Linked DNA regions of Bos taurus: region 1 is linked to region 2. Evidence: chromatin contacts called from public Hi-C data. All regions are on one chromosome and are shown on one strand. Each heading gives the region's core, a stretch centred on a gene start, on an enhancer-like site or on the middle of the called end of the contact. The rest is flanking DNA. Distances are from core to core; before and after follow the strand shown.

Region 1 (2,700 bases), core at 182-2,681, 94 kb after region 2:
ATGGGCACTTGAATCATGAGTGGGTAAATGGGTGAGGATTAGGGTGGATAGGACAATAGGCAGATGAATAGGTTAGCATTTGCTGGATGTTTGCCCTGGTAGGTGAGTAGTTGAGTAGGTGGTTAGCTGGGATGGGTATGTCTGTCTGGAAAAGGCCTGGTTCATAGTAGGAAATAAATATTTGAATTAAATGAGCAAGCAGTTATATGTACTGCATGTACATTTGTTGAGGTCTCCTGAGACTCTCAGGCTGGGCAGTGGGGAAACAATAATGAACTCCACAAACATACTCTTGTACTCATGGAGCTTACACTCTAGTGGAGAAGACAAACATGCAATTGATGGATAGGTGTTTGGGTGACTATCTTCCCTGGTGGCTCAAATGGTAAACTGTCTGCTTACAATTCGGAAGACCCGGGTTCATTCCCTGGGTTGGGAAGAGCCTCTGGAGAAGGAAATGGCAACCCACTCCAATACTCTTGCCTGGAAAATCCCATGGACAGAGGAGCGTGGTAGGCTACAGTCCATGGTGTCACAAAGAGTCGGACACAACTAAGTGACTTCACTTTTGGGTGACTGAATGAAAGGATTATGTGCAGAGATGGGTGGATGTTTGCTTGGTTGTATGGATAAGTAGGTATTTAGATTGGTAGTGGATGGATGAGTAGGTAGATGGGAGGTGGATGGTCATTGATTGAGTGAGTGGATGGATGGGTGGATAGATGAATGGATGGATGGATAGGTGGTGGGAGAGGTGGACGGCTAGGTGGTTAATCGACTGGATTGGTAAATGAGTTGCTGGGTGTGTGGGTGAATGGGTGGAGAGATGAATGGGTAGTTTGGATATGTGGATGGGTGATGGGTGGGAGAAGTAGCATTGTGTACATTATGGGGTCGCCTTGGCAACTGTGATCTTGGGGGTTGGGTGGAAAGGGGGGCTTTGCACTGGGGACCTAGGCCAGCTCTAGGGGCATGAAAGTACTGAAGTCCAGGGTAGGTAATGGGGAAGGAGGAAACGAGCTTGTGGTTGGAAGGTAGCAAGGGTCTGAAGGCTACGGATTGGCCATGTGGAATCCTCAATGACCTGTGAATGACCCATGGGGGAACTTCTCTGCCCCCTCCCACTCTTCTGGTGCTATTAGCGGGCCTAGCATTGGAAGAACCAGTGGGGTGATGAAGAGCCATTAGGGACAGGAGGACAAGAGTGTTGTCATGGTAACAGAGCCTCTCCCTGGACTCTCAGGTCGCGCGGGCCCTTTAAGGGTCACCCTTCTGGCCACTCCCAAAATGGCGGCGCGCCTGCTGGCTGCCCCCCCACCGGGGTGGCGCGGGGGGGCGCCCCGGACCTCCCCATCATGGCGGCGCGGCGGGGCTGTCGCGCTGAGGTCACGGCGGCGCGCCGGGGGGGCGGGGCGGCGGGGGGAGCGATTTAAAGGGACAATGTCCCCCGAGCGGTGGAGGCGGCGGCGGCTGCGGAGGCCGTGGCACCGGCACCGGGAGCCGCAAGGGCGGTAGCGGCAGCGACGGCCGCACCAAAGAAGGGAGCGCCGAGCCCCGGCACCCAGCTGGCGGCGCCGCCTCCCCGGTGAGGCCCGGCCCGGCCTGGGGAGCCCGCGGGCGGGGCGGAGCCGGCACTGGGAGGGGGAGGCCCGGGCCGGGCCGGGCCAGGCGGGACCCCCCGGGGCGGGGGGCGGGGGCGGGGCCTGTAGGGGCGGGGCCTGGTCGGGGGCGGGGCCGCACAGGTTGGGGGGAGGAGCGGGGGTCTTGGGGCAGGTGTCCCCCCCCCACCCTCGGCGCGTCCCGCGGGGTCTCCCGCCCCGAGGTGCACGGGCGGAGGGCGCATCGCGTGGACCCTGGCGCCCCGAGGGGTGTGCTGGCGCGGCGCCGCCACCACCCCTACGACCTCCGGGGGCGTCCAGGAGGGAACCCCCTTCCCCACGCTGCCAAAGTGCTCCGAAGTTGCGGTCCCGCCGGTTCCCCGCGGGCAGTGCCCACCCGGTGGGCACCCGCAGGTGGTTCCTCGGGGCCTGGGCAGGGACCCCCACCACAACGGCCAGTCCACGGATAGGCCCCCTGGGAGCCCCCAGGCCCTCGAGGGCAGCGCCTGCAGCCAGGCCTGGAGCCCCGGCCCCGCCCCGGTTGCCTGGGATCGGCCTCCCTACCATCTCCCTGGGGAGGGCGCCTCATTCCTGCCCTTCACTTTCCGCCGTTACCTTGAAGGTATTTATAGGTGGAGAAGACAGCCCCCACCCCCCATGGCCTCCCCAGGGTCCTCATTTCTGGACCAGGAGCTCCATCCTTCCCTTTTGCCCGCAGACTGGAGAGATCTTGGGAGGGTGGGATGGAGGAACCCAGGCTGGGTATGCATGAGGGGTAACGTTGGGGTGAAGCAAGAGGGTGAAGGCTGGGGTCACTTGCGGCTGAGCGTGAGGGTGAAAGGGTTAATGCTGGAGAACCCTAAGGTTGTGTGTGGACGGAGGGTTGGAGTGTGGGAAAAGTGAGGGGTAACTGATCCGGGCAACAGGAGTGAGAAAAGTGCAGGGGTAATGATGGGGAGACTTGAGACAGTGTATGGGATCAGAGTGTAGCAGTGCTGAGGCACACGCATAGAATATGCATGTGCATGGAAGTGAGTTCACAACTGGGAAAAGTGCAACCATGAATGAATGAAGGGAGGCATCTAAGAGAAGTAATAAGTTT
Region 2 (2,700 bases), core at 201-2,700:
TCCATGGGGTTCCAAAGAGTCAGACACAACTGAAGCGACTTAGCACACACACACACACACACACCCTCTGCATAAAACCTGTACTGTGACATGACCCACCCTTCCTCCCACCCTTCCTCCCTTCCAGCCCCACTCCCCAGATCCAGCCACCCTAGTCCCTTTGTGAGTTCCATGAGCACACCACACTCTCTCACCCCAGGACACTTGCAGATGCTGTTCCTGCTTCCTGGAATGCACTTCACTCCCTTCTCAACCCTCAACTTCTACTCCAGGTTCAGCATCAGAGTAGCTCTCCTTGAGCCACCCTTCAACCCCTGCTATGCTTGCCCAGCACCAAAGCTTCTCTTTTGCAGCACTTGTCACAGGTTGTAAATACATTTACCCATGGAATTATTTGTCCAGGACATGTCCCCCATCCTCCTGAGGGCAGGGATTTACCTGCTGTTGTGCTCACAGCCCAGTGCCATTGGACACTTACTAAGCAGTATTTTGAATTAAGGGGCTTCCCAGGTGGCACTAACGGTAAAGAACCCATCTGCCAATGCAGGGGACAAAAGGGATTTGAACCCTGGGTTGGGAAGATCCCCTAGAGGAGGGCATGGCAATCCACTCCAGTTATTCTTGTGCAGAGAAACCCATGGACAGAGGAGCCTGGCGGGCTACAGTCCATAGGGTTGCAAAGAGTCAGACACCAGTGAAGAGATTTAGCATGCACATGTTGAAATAAACGAATGCACAAACTGTCACAAAAAGCCCAAGTTTATGTCCGAAGACAAACAGCTTCCCAGCCTCCTAGCCCACAACTTCCCAGCTGTCCAGGACCCCTCATTTCCTTACTGGAATCCAGGTGTGAGGATCTGATCTGGCTAGGGAGTGGGTGATAGGAGCTGTCTGCATGCTTTGCTTATATTCTACAAAATTCAGGACACTCGCCAAAGGGGTTATGAGCAAGGGAAGAAGGAAGGGGCTTGAGAGGGAGAGTCTGGGCTTACAAGTCAACAACAAACATCCTGGGCCCTGGGATGCAGCCCCGGGAGTTCATCCCTGTGAGCTGGGGGCTTCAGGAAGGTGATGTTCAGGGTTCTGATCTCAGGCTCCAGTTTTCAAGTCTTCAATTTAAAAGCCAGCCGCGATCTGAGGTAGACTGGGCTTGTAGCCTAGAGGCCTAAGGTATCTATCCTTGGTCCTCCGAGAGATGCTGGGGAGGGGCCTGAGCCCAAGGGAACGTGGCCAATCCTGGTCCCTCAAATAAGAGGGCGGAAACTGGCACTTAGGGGGACGGGTTCTCGACCTCGAGGGGCGGGATCAGACCCTCCAGATGCGGAGCCTTGCCTTGAGTGGTTGTGACCTGCACCATCAGGCTGCTTAACGGGGGAGTCCGGTCCTCCAGGAGCTGAGCCTTCCAGGGGGCGTGGTCTATGCCCTCAGGCTCTTGGGGGCGGGGCCTGGGCCCTCGGGGGCGGAACCTAGGCCTCTCGGGGCGGGGCTTGGGCCCCCGGGATCCGCAGGAGCGCCGACCTTCAGGGGCGCGCCACCTTCAGGCCCGCGGAGGCAGCGGCTCCACCTTGAGCCAGATGCCGTTCTCCGTGCGCAGAATGAGCTCGGGCTTCCGCCGCACCTTGCGTGTTCGGTCCACGCTCAGGCGGAAACGCAGTAGCGTCAGCGCCACAGCCACGCGCATCTCAGCCATGGCGAAGCTCTGTCCGATGCAGTTCCTGGTGGACGGAGGACAGGGGGGCTCAGGCTAAGCCGCTGTGTGAGCGGGGTCCCTGGGATGGAGTGAAATGACCTCCCCCTCGGAGCCTCAGGGTTTCCCGGGTAGCTCAGACGGTAAAGAATCTGCCTGCAATGAGGGAGACCTGGGTTCGATCCCTGGGTTAGGAAGTTCCCCTGGAGAAGGGCATAGCAACCCACTCCAGTACTCTTGCCTGGAGAATCCCATGAACAGAGGAGCCTGGCGCGCTACAGTGCATGGGGTCGCAGAGAGTTGGACATGACTGAACGGCTAACACACACTGGGAGCCTCAACTCCCGGACAAAGGCATCATAGAGCCATTAAGAGCACATGAGCCCAGAACTCAGAGCTTGGCATAGAGTAGATATCTGATACCCTGGATGATATCGTAGGGTCTGATTTGGGGGCTTCCTGATGTAGTGAGGGCACGAACAGGGTACCAGGTTGGTGGACAGGACACCCCCAGTGGTTTCTGCTCCTAACAGGCACATCCCTGACCTTCCACTGGCCTTGATGTTCCTCCTACACTTCACTTGGATTGGGGGAAATAAAAGTTACCTGGGTCCTGCAGAAAAGGGCACGTAAGCCAATGGGGAGCGCTGCTGTGGGTTGTCCGGATCAAAGCGATAGGGGTTGTACACCTAGGCAGAAGTAGATTGTGGGTGAGTTTAAGGGGGCCTGATTCTGGCCGTCCCAGCGTGGTTCCCTCCCTCAGCCTCTGGGGGCCAGACCAGCTGGGCCAAGAGGTCCAGCCACACCTGCCTCTTTTCCATTCTACCACAGGACCTTTGCACTGGCAGTTGCCTCCACATGGGACACAGTTTTCCCTGCTCCTCACACTTTTAAAGTGTGAACATTTTCAGTTTTAGCTCACCCCTCTCTTCTCTAGTAAGGACCTTCCTCACTGTGTGAGCTAAACTGCTCTCCCCCAACCCAGGCCAGCTTTTGTTTCCTTTGTGTACTTA

What was found. A called contact is a pair of places that touch in the nucleus more often than the background predicts.
Region 1: a Hi-C map of blastocyst shows a contact between it and region 2, with 5 times the contacts expected there. The contact joins the promoter of WIZ here to the enhancer-like site in region 2. A contact is called at or near these places in 4 of 11 Hi-C or Micro-C datasets (blastocyst, liver, skeletal muscle and 1 more).

The regions. Positions count from the first base shown.
Region 1 is chr7:7,703,781-7,706,480 of ARS-UCD2.0, forward strand. It overlaps WIZ (WIZ zinc finger), which reads left to right and starts at 1,432. Exons shown (of 11, transcript XM_024994830.2): 1 at 1,432-1,585.
Region 2 is chr7:7,609,926-7,612,625 of ARS-UCD2.0, forward strand. It overlaps CYP4F22 (cytochrome P450 family 4 subfamily F member 22), which reads right to left. Exons shown (of 13, transcript XM_002688557.5): 12 at 2,294-2,376; 13 at 742-1,715. The coding sequence ends at 1,538. Among named protein-coding and RNA genes, the nearest start is that of CYP4F22, 35 kb to the right of the region's middle. Within about 2 kb of position 1,451, at least 6 of the 102 cell types and tissues checked have an H3K27ac peak or open chromatin away from gene starts, as enhancers often do. A contact at or near this core is called in blastocyst and liver, where this site is marked.